Linked DNA regions of Sus scrofa: region 1 is linked to region 2. A link is a contact called in public HiChIP or PLAC-seq data. All regions are on one chromosome and are shown on one strand. The core of a region is the stretch at or near the end of the contact, and the rest is flanking DNA. Distances in the headings are between cores, read along the strand shown.

The links. HiChIP or PLAC-seq counts read pairs in DNA pulled down with a chosen protein or histone mark.
Region 1: an H3K27ac HiChIP or PLAC-seq map of skeletal muscle shows a contact between it and region 2. The contact joins two enhancer-like sites. A contact is called at or near these places in 1 of 47 Hi-C or Micro-C datasets (fetal liver) and 1 of 2 datasets of contacts at active chromatin or transcription factors (skeletal muscle).

Annotation. Positions count from the first base shown.
Region 1 is chr7:121,195,425-121,201,267 of Sscrofa11.1, reverse strand. No RefSeq gene overlaps it. Among named protein-coding and RNA genes, the nearest start is that of MIR345-1, 4.6 kb to the right of the region's middle. Within about 2 kb of position 4,212, at least 23 of the 83 cell types and tissues checked have an H3K27ac peak or open chromatin away from gene starts, as enhancers often do. A contact at or near this core is called in skeletal muscle, where this site is marked.
Region 2 is chr7:121,040,299-121,046,956 of Sscrofa11.1, reverse strand. EVL (Enah/Vasp-like) reads right to left here. Exons shown (of 14, transcript NM_001244777.1): 6 at 5,227-5,456; 7 at 4,433-4,554; 8 at 1,389-1,449. Among named protein-coding and RNA genes, the nearest start is that of MIR342, 22 kb to the right of the region's middle. Within about 2 kb of position 4,061, at least 3 of the 83 cell types and tissues checked have an H3K27ac peak or open chromatin away from gene starts, as enhancers often do. A contact at or near this core is called in skeletal muscle, where this site is marked.

The DNA.
Region 1 (5,843 bases), core at 2,963-5,462, 150 kb before region 2:
GGGAGGAGGGTGGATGATGGATGGACTGACAGACAGATGGACCCAAGGTAGCAGCATCTGCTCACACCCGACATAAGAGTTGGCAAGGAGGCCATCTGCAGGCCGGTGGACAGGAGGCTGGGCTCAGAAGAACCCCACATGGTTTGGGGGAGACCACAGGCCAGGCACAGTCAGCCTGGATTTGGCTGCCGACTCCACCTCTCCCAGCTGTGTGACTTTGGACCAGTGCAGTGACCTCTCTGAGTCTCACACAGATGGCAGGAGACAGAGCCAGGGGCGCCCCTCCCATGGGAAGGGTTAGAGTTATTAGTAGCAAGGTTGGCTTTAGGCCTCAGCCACCAAGAGCAGAGCCCCACCGCGTGCGGCCCCACAAGGCCCGAGCAAGGAATTCTGGGCCGGCCTCTAGGGGGAGACAGACGTGGCACAAACACCTGGGCCCCAACGGCAGCCAGCGCAAAGGACTCCGGGAAAAGGGAGGCATGGGCCCCATTAATTTTGGGCGGTGGGTCTTGCTGGCCGGCCGAGGTGCCATGGAGGATCTTGACACATCCTAAAATGCATTCTTACATTTTATAACAAAAGGAATAACCACAGTTATTAACAAAAACTCCAGACCGGAGTTTTTTCCATGGCTCAGGGGAAACAAATCCTACTCGGAACCATGAGGTTGCAGGTTTGATCCCTGAACTTGCTCAGTGGGTTAAGGATCTGGCATTGCCATGAGCTGTGGTGTAGGTCGCAGACACGGCTCAGATCCCACGTTGCTGTGACTGTGGTGTAGGCTGGCAGCTGTATCTCCAACTGGACCCCTAGCCTGGGAACCTCTATATGCTGTGGGTGTGACCCTAAAAAGACAAACAAACAAACAAACAAACAAAAAAACACTCCAGACCAAAGAGAGGCAGCCAGCCTAGAAAGTGAAAGCGGCCTGGGGCTGCCCAGGCCCAGGTCTGCTTCCCAGCAGGATGCAGGCAAAACCCATTTTCCTTTCTATTGTTTTGTGACTTGCCTCCTGCAGACTCACTTCCTTCTCCTGCAAGTCCACAAACAGATGAACCCTGCCCGGGCCAGGGGTGGACAGGAGGCAGAGCCACGCGGCCAGGGCATGGCCCTTACCTTGCATTTCTCACTGGGTCACCTGCCACGGCCTCAGTGTCCTTGTCTGAAGAATGGCGGTTCTGTTGTCTTTCATCCGACAGCTTCGGGAGGACAAAAGGGTCAGCTGCCTCAGGGCTCCTGGAGCCAAGCCTACAGGCAGTAAATTCTCTAAATGTCACCGTTAGGACTTAATTTGCCTGCGATGTACTTTGGGCTAGTGATTGTATTTATACACACGTGTTACTCCCCTGTGTTACAGAGAGTGGGCCAATAATCACACTTTGGGGTCTTCTGTGTTTCAACGGGCATGTTTTCAGAGAGGAATTTGCTGGGTCGCAGATACCTGAGCTGGGAGTTCCCGTTGTGGCTCAGCAGTAATGAACCCAACTGGCATCCATGAGGATGCAGGTTCGATCCCTGACCTTATTCAGTGGGTTAAGGATCCAGCATTGCCGTGGTGTAGGTTGCAGACGTGGCTGGGATCGGGTGTTGCTATGGCTGTGGTGTAGACCGGCAGCTGCAGCTCCGATTCATGCAGACTGGGAATTTCCAAATACTGCAGGTGTGGCCCTAAACAAACAAACAAAAAAAGATACCTGAGCTATTTTGAACTATCACATACTTTGCCATCTGGGCAAGATTTGCAGGGACAGAGAGGCGGTGCAACGTCCAGGCAAAGGACTCTGGAATCCAGAGTGGGCCCTGTAGGGCCGGGCGGACTCCGGACATCAGTAGCCCCGATATTTCCAGAAAGCTCCTTGGCAGGACTGGACAGGGTCAAAAGAGCCCAGGTGCACTCCCGTCTCACTCTATGACTGGGAGCAAACCACGGAGCCCCCCCAGGCTCAGTTTCTTCCTCTGTAAAATGGGACAGGAGACAAGTATGCCTCCTCTGGGCTTGGCACCTGCCGTGCTCTACCTGGATCAAATAATGCCCAGCTGGTTGCTGCAGACCACACGGCCACAGGCAGGCGGTGGCTGGTGTATCTCTAAGGTGTGACTGGCTCTAGGTGAGAGAAGCCCCCACCTCGGTGCTCCCAGACACTCGGGCCTCCCACTGACATCCTGAGGGGTTAGGGCCCTGGCTGCCAGGACCTCGGGTTTGCAAAGCATATGACAAAGCGTTTTCTGCAGTCTCCCCTGCCTGTGCCTCCACGCTGGCAACAGGCCAACAGGAAGAGCTGCAGCTCCCACTCCTGCCACCAGGGGCACCAGACACCACTGCCTTTAGCTTGAGCTCAGCCCAGGCATCAGACCCAAACTCCAGGCCCCCTGGAGCCACCGTTGTGTTACAGGTGAGGATACCGTGGGCCAGAGAGGAACAGCCGGTGACACTGGCGAAAGACCTGAAATTTGAGCCCAGCTCTGCCGTGGGGGACACCAGTGAACGCAACCCCGTGACTCAGTTTCCCTATCTGCACACAGGGTCAACTGCTGCCTGTGGCAGGGTTAGCGCTGGTAGGGACTTTGAAGGCTCCCGGCAGGAGCTGTCAGACAGAGCAGAAGTGAACCTCAGAGTGCCAGCCAGCAGCCTCAGGCCTGCCCCCAGGCACGTCATGGCCTTGTCTCTTCAGTTCCCTGGCACCAAAGCCGTAGCCAAGCCCTTCCCGTCACTACTTGCAGCACTTCCCGCTGGCCACCTTCACAGCCTGCCCAGGACACAGCATCTTCAGCCCGGGGGTCCCCTGGCTGGAAGGGCTGAGAGGGTCCCTCCACCTGGTGACTTGCCTGGACCGGGTGACCTCTGACACCACCCAGATCCAAACCCCAGGGGACTGGATTGAGGAGTGAAGTTCTCTCCAAAGCGGGGCTGAGGCCCAGCATGTCTGTGACGGGGGAAAGGAAGCTGTCAATTGTTCACTCACTCCAGGGCACACCTCCTTGTACGGCCTCACGTTAGGTGCTGGGACCCAAAAATAACTTGATACTACCCTTGCCTCTGCAGCCCAAGCGTGGCAAGGAAGTGAATCAATTATCTATTACTGCAGGAGAAATTATGCCCAAATTTAGAAGCTTACAATATCATTTATTATCTCACATTTTCTGGGCCAGAAATCCAGGAAGAGCTATGTTTCGTGGCTCTGGCTCGGGGTCTCCCATGAGGCTGTAGTCAAGCTGTCAGCCAGGGCTGCTCCACCTGAAGCTTGGTGGGGCTGGAGGACCCCTCCAGGGTGAGGCGCTCACGAGGCTGTCAGCCGGAGGTGTCAGATCCTGGTCTCCTGGACCCCTCCCCGGGACTGCCTGAGTGTCCCCACAACATGGTACCCGACTTCCCCCAGACCCGGGGGCCCAAGAGCGAACAGAGGGCAGCCTCAATGCCTTTATGCAGTCGTGTCTGCTCCGGAAGAGGGTGGGGACCCACTCACAGGCAGCACAGGAGCACCTGCCTGCATGGGCGTCCGCAGTGTGGACAGGACCGGCAAGGGGTTAGGCTGAAGGAGGGTCAGGACGGGGAGGGGCTTGGAACACGCCGGCTAGAGCCCGTGTACACATCTCATTGGTCCAGGGGAAGCAGCGGGCCTGGTGGGGCAGGAGCTGGGACAAAGTGCCAGGGACGAGGTGCTGCCTGAACCAGCCCTGAGGGCTGGCCCACCCAGATCCCCGCCAGCCCCGGCCGAGTGGCACAGAAGCCGAGAATCAGGCACCCAGGGGGGGCCGAGGAAGGGCCTGTGGTGGCAACTCAGAGGGGCCTGAAGCAGCAGGGTGGGTGGCAGAGGGGGCACGGTCCTCCCAGCTCAGCTGCCCCGGGGAAACGCTGCCCTGTTGGGCACTGGCTCATGTGCCCGGCAGGGTGGCTGTCTGAGGCCAGACAGGTAGGACAGAGGGAGCCACAGGAGGGAGGGGGGACACAGAGCTAGCAGAGGCCCCTCCCACCTGGAGAGGTTCTGGGGTAGGGGAGCTCCGACTCTGGTTCCAATAAGGACGGCAGGGCTCTTGGTTCTAGGATGCCAAGGCCTTTCAATCAGCCTCCCCAGGGGCCTGCCTGCTTCCTCTGGGGCCAGGGACGGGACCTTCTGGACCTGCCTCTGGGCTCAGTACAGGTCGTTCCCTGCCCGCTCCCCTGCCCCCCCCATCCCAGCCTGGGTGGGGGCACAGTGCCCTCCTCTGGCCACAGCCCTGGGTGCCTGCTCACACTGCCTGTCAGCCTGGGACAGTCACAGCAGGAGCCCCTAGAGGGCATAGCTCAGGCCTGGCCCAGGGGCAGCAAACACCCACCGTGTCCACGCTTGGCTGAGCTCCCCGAGCCCAGGCCCTTTGTCCTGACCAGCTGGCCCCACCCAAGCGGGGTCCAGCCCTTTGGCCTTTGGGGACAGCCCCGGCAGATCCCCTTAGCTCTATTTTTACCCCAGGCACACTTGCCAAGACTATTTATATCATATGCCCATCTTGAGTTTCTGGCCACCTCAGCTGCCAGCCGGAGCCTCCCTCACTCCTGCCTGCGGGTCCACTGCAAGGCCAAGGGCAAGCCGAGCATGGCGGAGACCACGGCTCACCTGGGGGGAGAACACAGCTCACCTGGGGAGGTAGCACCGGGGAAAAGGGAATGTTTCCAACTTAACCAAGACGCAAGGAACCCACGCAGCGCAGTGACCGCCTTGGGGCTGAATCAGTTCAGCGGAGAGAAGCCGCTCCTCTGAGTCTGCCCGGCAGGAGGACTCTGGGCGCCGTGGACGCCAGAGGCTGGCTGGCTGGCTGTCCTCAAGGGGTCCCAGGCCCTCTACCCTCTGAGGCCCAAAGCAGACCCGCTCCCTGGGGAGCTGGAGTCGCTCCCAGAGGCTGGAGGGACTTCCAGAAGGCAGGTGTTTATCCACCTGGAGAGAGACCCACTGGGCAGCACCCATGGCTGGGTCCCGAGGCCTCCAGCACAAAGCCACCCCACCTGTTCAGGGCAGCAGCCATGAGAGGACTTTGCTGGGCCAGGACCTGGAGCCCAGCTGTGGGGTCAGAACTTAAGAAGCCTTTAGGAAAAACTTCAGTACCTCGGCTGATTAATTTGTTTCCATCCTCTGTGCCCTGACAGCCAAAGGCAGAGAGCCAGGTTTTGTTCTGGAAGAACAACAGCAGGGCTGGGTCAGCCCCTGCTCCCTGCCGGCTCTGCGAGCTCCTTCACTTGCTCTGGGCCCTCGAATCCTCCTGAACCCATTTTACAGACGGCAAACCTGAGGCAAAGACGGCTCATAGGCTCACACAGCCAGGAGGGGTCTGTCCAAGTCGAGAGCAAAGAGCAAAACTGAGCCAGAGCCTCCTGAACCTGTCCTCGGAGATGGCCGGTTTCAAAGCAGACCTTGCCACACCGCCTCCCGGAGGGCCAAGGCGGGGCTTGGGATCCGCAGGTTAGCTGCCTCCCTGTGTGACTCCAATCCCTGAGGTCAAGCAGCGGGGACCTGTGGCCACACGGCAGGACCAGAGCCCAGATCCGCCCACCCAGGACGGGCTCCTTGCCGGCCTTCACCCCTTGCCGTGTGCCAGGCTCTGTTCAGTGGGGAGTCCCCGTTGTGGCTCCGCAGAAACGAACCCGACTCATAATCACGAGGATGCGGATTCAATCCCTGGCCCTGCTCAGTGGGTTAAGCATCCAGCGTTGCCACAAGCTGAGGCACAGGTCGCAGATGAGGCTCAGATCCAGTGTTGCTATAGATGTGGCACTGGCCAGTGGCTACAGCTCCAATTTGACCCCTGGCCTGAGAACGTCCATATGCCACAGGTGTGGCCCTAAAAAGGAAGAATAAAAAAAAAAAAAAAAA
Region 2 (6,658 bases), core at 2,812-5,311:
GTCAGCCCCCCCCAAAACAGGCAAGGATGGAAGTCATTATGGGCAAAATTAGAGTAACTGAAAAATCAGAAAACTGCTCTCAGTGTCATCCTATTATTTGAAAAGTAATTACCAAGAACCCTCCCTGCATAAAGGAAGTTACCTCTCAGCCGCAAGCGGGAAGAGCCCACCCTTCCTGGCACACTGGCACCGCGTGCCCTCCGGCCTCTGCCTGTCCTGCAGCTGCTGGGCCGGTGCCTGGGGGTCGTGTTCTCCATGCCAAGTAACTGGCCTCTGAGTGCGACATCAGTGGCCCGTGGCCAGCAAGTGGAGACGCCATCCCCACCCAGGCCATCTGACTCCACACTTGGGGTGCTTTTCTTCTTTAAATAATTCTTGTTTTCCATTAATTATAAACCTAGTACATGTTCGATGAAGAGGATCTGGAAAATACTGAAGAGCATAAACCAGAAAAGCCACCCTCCAGCGTCGCCACCCACGTGGCGCTGGAACGCTCCTCGGCCTGCGCTGGGCTGGGCTGCTGCCTGGTGGGCAGGGGCCTCCTGACTGTGTGCGACCAAGGCAGTGACCCGAGGCCTCTCACCAAAGGAAAGAGTGGGGGCTGGAGAGAGAACCCTGCCTTTGGGGTTGAAGGGTTTCTCCTGGGTCCCTGGGATTTGAAATCCTCTCTTCCGGGGCCCGGGGAGCAGAGGAAGGCAAAGCTGCTACAGGGGGGCCCGGGGTCACACTGGGGGAGCAGCAGCCTGCTGACGTGAGGTAAGGCAGCGCGTGTACCCTGCTGTCTGGTGGCCGTATTTCTTGTCTCCTTCTGCCACTGAGATGCGACCTGCCATTTATACCTGCGGTCTAAACTTAGCTGTTTCAGGGGGAGCCTGTGTTTAGAGGGAAACTTCACACAGAGGAAAAGAAAAAGCTGCCCTAAGTGGGGGTGGAGTCTTGGAGTCTGCGCTCCGCCATCTGGCCGAGGACGGACGAGGGCTGGGGTCCGGGCCTCCCCCGCCCAGCACACCCGCAGCCCCTGCTGGAATCCACGAACTCAGGCGGAGTTTCCAAGAACAGAGGGAGCTGGGGATGGACGGCGCCTGGTCCTGGAGCAGACCATCCCCGGGCCCCCACGCCCTTCCCCAAAGGCACCCCTGGGCCGATCCTGCTTCTCTGCCTCCAGCCTCACGCCCTGCGGGGCTGCGAGCACCAAGGCAGAGCAGCGTCGCTAGGTGCTCGTTGAGGGGGGGCCTGCCGCCCGGCAGGGGGACGGACACGAGTGCCCACAGGCCAGTCCCCCCCAAACGGCGACGTCCCGTCACATGCACAGACCGGGTGCACGCGTCGGGCTTCCTGGCTGCCCACGCCGGTGGGGAAGCTGGGTGCTGGCGGCGGGGCGTGCTTACCGTTTGGCTTTCGTCTTCCTTCTTATCCGCCGGCTTGTCTGTCTGGGAGGCTGCTCTCCTCCTAGCACGAGGGGGGAAGACACAGTCAGCTCCCGAAACTCTGCTCGCGGGCCTGGCCGCTCCCTCTGTGCGGACACGGCTCGGTGCTCAGAGGATCCCTGGGGCGGCCCGACCCGTTTTGGGTGAAGGAGGCAACTTGTCCAAGCATCCAGCTGGCCCGTGGTGATACCCGGGTGAGTGTCCAGCCTTCTGTCTCGTCCTCGGACCCCGGACACAGAACTGGTCTGGGCAGAGAGGTGGGGGTTTGGGGGCATTCCTGTCTCTGTCTGCAGCACCTGTGGGGCCGAGAGTTGCTCTGTCCCCTGTCCATGTCCCCAGAGGCCTGGGCTCGGGGAAGTGACCCGCCGGCTTGGGGGAGGGAGCACGAGGCCTTTTTCTATTACCTGAAAGATCCCCCTACCTGGAGCGGCAGCCATGCCCTCCCTGACCTGGGCACCACGGAGGGCCTGGACGTGCCCAGAAAGGAGAGATTCCAAGAGACGCCCCCGGTCCTGTTGCACACCTGCCTGCAGGGATGGGCTCTCTCCTCACAGGGTGAAAACTCGCTCCCCTTTTGAGGCCTCAGGGTTGCCTCCCTCTGGCTAAGGCCCATGTCTACACAGGTCAGGCCCTTCTTATTCTCCAATGACATGGCCCTGGGGGTCTGCAGCTCTGTGAAGCCACCAGGACATGCAAGTCTTGGCCTCAGGAGGTGAGTGGCCCATCAAGGGGGAAGCTGGCCTGTGGCCAAGGACCGTGGGCCTCCTCCTTCGTTCTGCTTACCCCAGGACAGGTCTAGCCACCTGCGGCTCCTCCTCGAAGCCCAGACTTGGGCCCAACCCTTTTCTCGCAGCAGCTCGCCCCTTGGTCTATCTCTGCACTTTGCTTCCAATTGGCAGTGCCCTGCCTTCAGCACAAGCACCATCTGTCGCCATGGCCTGCCACTGCCCGGGACATTCGGCTCCCACCCAGAGCCAGTGTTCGATCTTTTAAAAACAGACCACAGAATTGGTACAACCACTGTGGACAACCGTACGGAGGTTCCTCAGACAACGAGATATAGAACCACCATGTGATCCAGCAGTTCCACTCCTGGGCAACCATCCAGACAAAGCTTTCATTCAAAAAGACACATGCACCCTTATGTTCACTGCAGCATTATTCACAAGAGCCACGACATGGAAACAACCTAAATGTCCATCCATCCGGAGATAAATGGATTAAGATGTGGTACCTACATACAATGGCATACTCGGCCATAAAAAGGAACAAGATAATGCCGTTTCCATTAGAGACTCTCATGCTAAGTAAGGGGAGTCAGGAAGAGAAAGCTAAACACCACATGATATCACTTATATGTGGAATCTAAAACAAGGCACAAATGGAGTTCCCATGTTGGTGCAGTGGAAACAACTCGACTAGCATCCATGAGAAAGCGGGTTCGATCCCTGGCCTTGCTCAGTGTGTTAAGGATCCAGTGTTGCCATGAGCTGTGGTGTAGGTTGCAGAAATGGCTCGGATCCCCCATTGTTGTGGCTGTGGGGTAGGCTGGCAGCTGTAGCTCCGATTCAACCCCTAGTCTGAAACTTCCATATGCCACAGGTGCGGCCCTTAAAAAAAAAAAAAGAAAAGAGGCACAAATGAACCTACCTACAGAACAGAAACAGACAGACTCACGGACAGAACAGACTTGTGGTTGCCAAGGGGGAGGGGGAGGGAGTGGGAGGGACGGGGAGTTTGGGGTTGGTGGATGCAAACTACTTCATTTAGGATGGATGAGCAGTGAGGTCCTGCTGTCCAGCACAGGGACCTCTACGCAAGCCCTTGTGACAGAACAGAACACGACAGGGAAGAGGAGATCTGAGGAAGGGCCACGTTGCGGTACCGCAGAAATTGACAGAACATTGTAAATCGACTGGAATGAAACATAAAAATAAAAACATACAGCAGAGCAGGCCATTCCAGTCCCCGGGAGCACTCAGCTCTGGTCCTCGGACAGAGGGGGCTGGAACGCCAGTAGGACCTTCGTTCCAAGAAAGGGCCTGTGAGGGCAGCTCCCTGCCGGCCCCACCCAGCGTCCCGCACAGAGGTGGATTCTAAGAGCAGCAGGACCGAGCTTGCCAGGCGTGCAGGGCATTTGTTCCTGGTGGGTCTTGCTCTGCCACCTGCACCTGGCGCCTCACTGGCTCCTGACACACCAGCCGTCTCCTGCTCTCGGAAACCTCCTCTGCTTTTGTTCTAGACCGTGGAGGCCAAGCTGTTGATGTGAACACAGTGCCACTGGACTTGGGGGAGTGTGAATATTTTCTCTTCAGAAACACCTTCTATTTTTGCCCGAGGCCCCTCTGGGATGGAATCCCCATGGGAGCCCGAGGCTCTTTCTTCCAGCTCCGTCCTGTGCCCTGGGGGCACCTCCTGGGAGCAGCACTCTCTCCTCCTGCCTCAGCCCGCAGCACCTCCTCTGTGAAGCCCTCCTGGCTCCCCTGGGATCCCTGTGCAGCCACTGTCACCCTGCACGCCTTCAGTCACTGTCTGCCAACCGTCCACGAGTCTGCCCTGCCTGGGCGCCTCGAAGCTCAGGCCCTGCTGAGGCTCGCAGATGTCGGCCTGCACTGTGGGCCCGCCTTGCCGCTCCATCTCCTCCAGGCAGGCTCCCCTCTGTGCCGTCCCCGCTGTGTGCAGGGAGGCCCTGGGCCAGCCCTGGCCGTGACCGGCTCCAGGGGCCTGTTTCCCACGTGTCCTTGCAGGGCCGTGTGGGTTTTATGACCACCAGGCACAGAGGGCTTCTGCCCGGGTGGGTGGCAGCGGGAAGAGCCTGGAGCCTGAGAGAAGGCAGGAGGGGTCACTGGTGGAGCAAGGCCCCTCTGGCTGCTTTTTCTGGACAAGGCGCATTCTGACGAGCGAGGCCCTCTGGTGCCCAGCAAGCCACGGCCCTGGGAACCGGCCAGCGTGTTCTGGCTGTCGTGAGCAACAGGTGCTGAGTTTGGGGCGGCCTGAACCCTCACCTCTTGGCCAGCAGTTTGTTCATTTCTTCCATGAGGCCTCCTCCTCCACCCCCACTGCTCGCCCGGTTGGCGTCAGACTTTGAGGTCCCGCTGGGACTGGAGCCTCCGGGCGCATCTTCTGGCTGAGGGCAGAGGGTGCGGCATTTCAGTCTGAGGTCCCCGGCAGGACACTGCTCGAGGGGGGGGGCCAGGGCCGCGTGGGAGTGGGGACGTGGGAGCCCTATGACGGCAGTGCTGGGAGAGGCTGGAGGGCCTAGTCCCACCTCCTCCCACTCCCCTGCTGGCGACAAAACCAGAGTCCAGGGAGCGGCTGGGACCGAGGCCCAGAGTTCACAGACACCCCCAGGTGCGTGGTCAGCGCTCTCGCCAAGGTGACCGTGACATGAGGGGGAGGAGGGCCAGTTCTGCCCCAGGGGTGATCTGAGACCCGTGGCCACACGCACAGCCTTCTCCCAGAAGCACCGCCTTCCAGGACAGATGGGCCTGCCCGAGGGAGCTGAAGGCTGTGGATGTGAACTCAGGAGACCCAGGGCCTGTGTCCAGACCCCGCGAGGGAGGCCCTGCGAGCCTTGGACGGGTCGTTTAGACTGTGCCTCAGTTTCCTCAACTGCGAGGTGCTGTCACCTGCCCCCACTTGCGAGGAGGGAGCAGCACCTCGTGTGCTTACTGCTCCAGATGCAGGGCGGCCCAGCGTCCTCGAGCGACTGTGACCAAGGATTGGGACGTGCCGTCTGGATGGGGAGGGTGGCACTTTGCCCCCCCGCCCGCCCCCGCCACCTGCCGGGGCTGCTTACCCGCGGGACTCTTCTCAGCTTGGCCCCAGCCAGGGCGGCGGCCAGGCCCGACACGGAGCTCTCGTCGTGGCTGGTGCCCTGCGCGCCTCCAGCCGGCAGTGGGGGTGGGGGAGGCGGTGTGGCCCCCGTGGGCGGAGGTGGGACGGGGGGTGGGGGTGGCGGTGGAGGCCCGCTACAGGAGAGGGGGGCACTGGCTGCGGAGGAGGGGTGTCCCGGTGGCAGGAGGGGTCCTGGAAGACAACGGTGGGCTCGGTCAGTCCCCAGCCCCGGCTGGTGCCTGCCTGGGCGCAGGGACAGAGGGTGGCCTGCTCCTTCCAGGGACGAGGAGCAGCTCAAGGCTGCCTCTTCCAAGAAGCCCCTGTCCAGTCCCTCCATACATTCTGGGGCAGGGCTGGACCCCCAGTGTCGCACCCTCGCTTAGCGTCCCTTGAGCTCAGCGAACTCTCTTGCTCAAGTGCGGCCTTCCGGCGGGAGAGGAAGCTCCCCGGAGCACAAGGGCATTTTCTTCCCTCTCGGCACCCAGCACCCTCCTAGGTACTGGCAGACGTGAGTCCCTGAGAGGCAATGGGGACTGACCCTTGGCCTCTGGGTCAGGCAGCTGGCAGGTAGCCGTGGGCCGCAGGGCAAACTGGGGCGTGTGTCCAGGAGCCACGCTGCATGTGGGCAGCCTCCTGTCCCCTGCCCACCATCCACGCTGCCTGTGCCTCTGCTCGTGGCCTGGAGGAAGCATGAGCTGATCACACAGGTTGACTGCACACCTGTAACCGGCAGGGTGACAAACGCCACCCTGGCCTATGGAGAGGGGCTCCAGCCTGGCTGGAGGTCCATGGAAGGCTTCCTGAGGGAGGGAACAACGGGTGGCCGGGCCTGAGCACAGAGTTCAGTCTGGTGGGCGTGAGGGAGGAGCAGCAGGAGCGCCGGGGGCAGGGCAGCAGGTCTGCGGGGACCAGGCCTGCACACTGGGTTTTCTCGAGGGACAGGGAAGGGCCGACTTGAGGACAGGGTCAGGCCTGCTTTAGGAAAGCGTAGCGGGGGCAGAGCGGGAGCAGGAGCGCCGGTGTGCCTGCAATAGCAGAGCTGAGAGGAGGTGGCGCCAGCCAGCATCCTGGCGGGCAGAGCAAGGAGAGCATTCCCCGCTCACTCACGGGGGCTGAGAGGCCGGGGGGGCAGGGGAGACAGAGGATACGAAAGGCCTGTGTGACTCAGAAAGCCCCGGACTTAAATCAACGTGACCGTTTTCCAAACTCCCTTCTGCTCTGCTGTGCCGAGCAGTTCCCGGGCAGGACTGAAGCCACGCCTCCCCCGCAGTCTCCCCCGACCCCTGACCCCCGAGCCTCTACCCCCCACACTGACTTGGTCACCGCACGTGCCCCACGATGTCGGTCCCCGTGACTGGACAGTGACCTCGCTGGGCAGGGTCTGCATCTGCCTA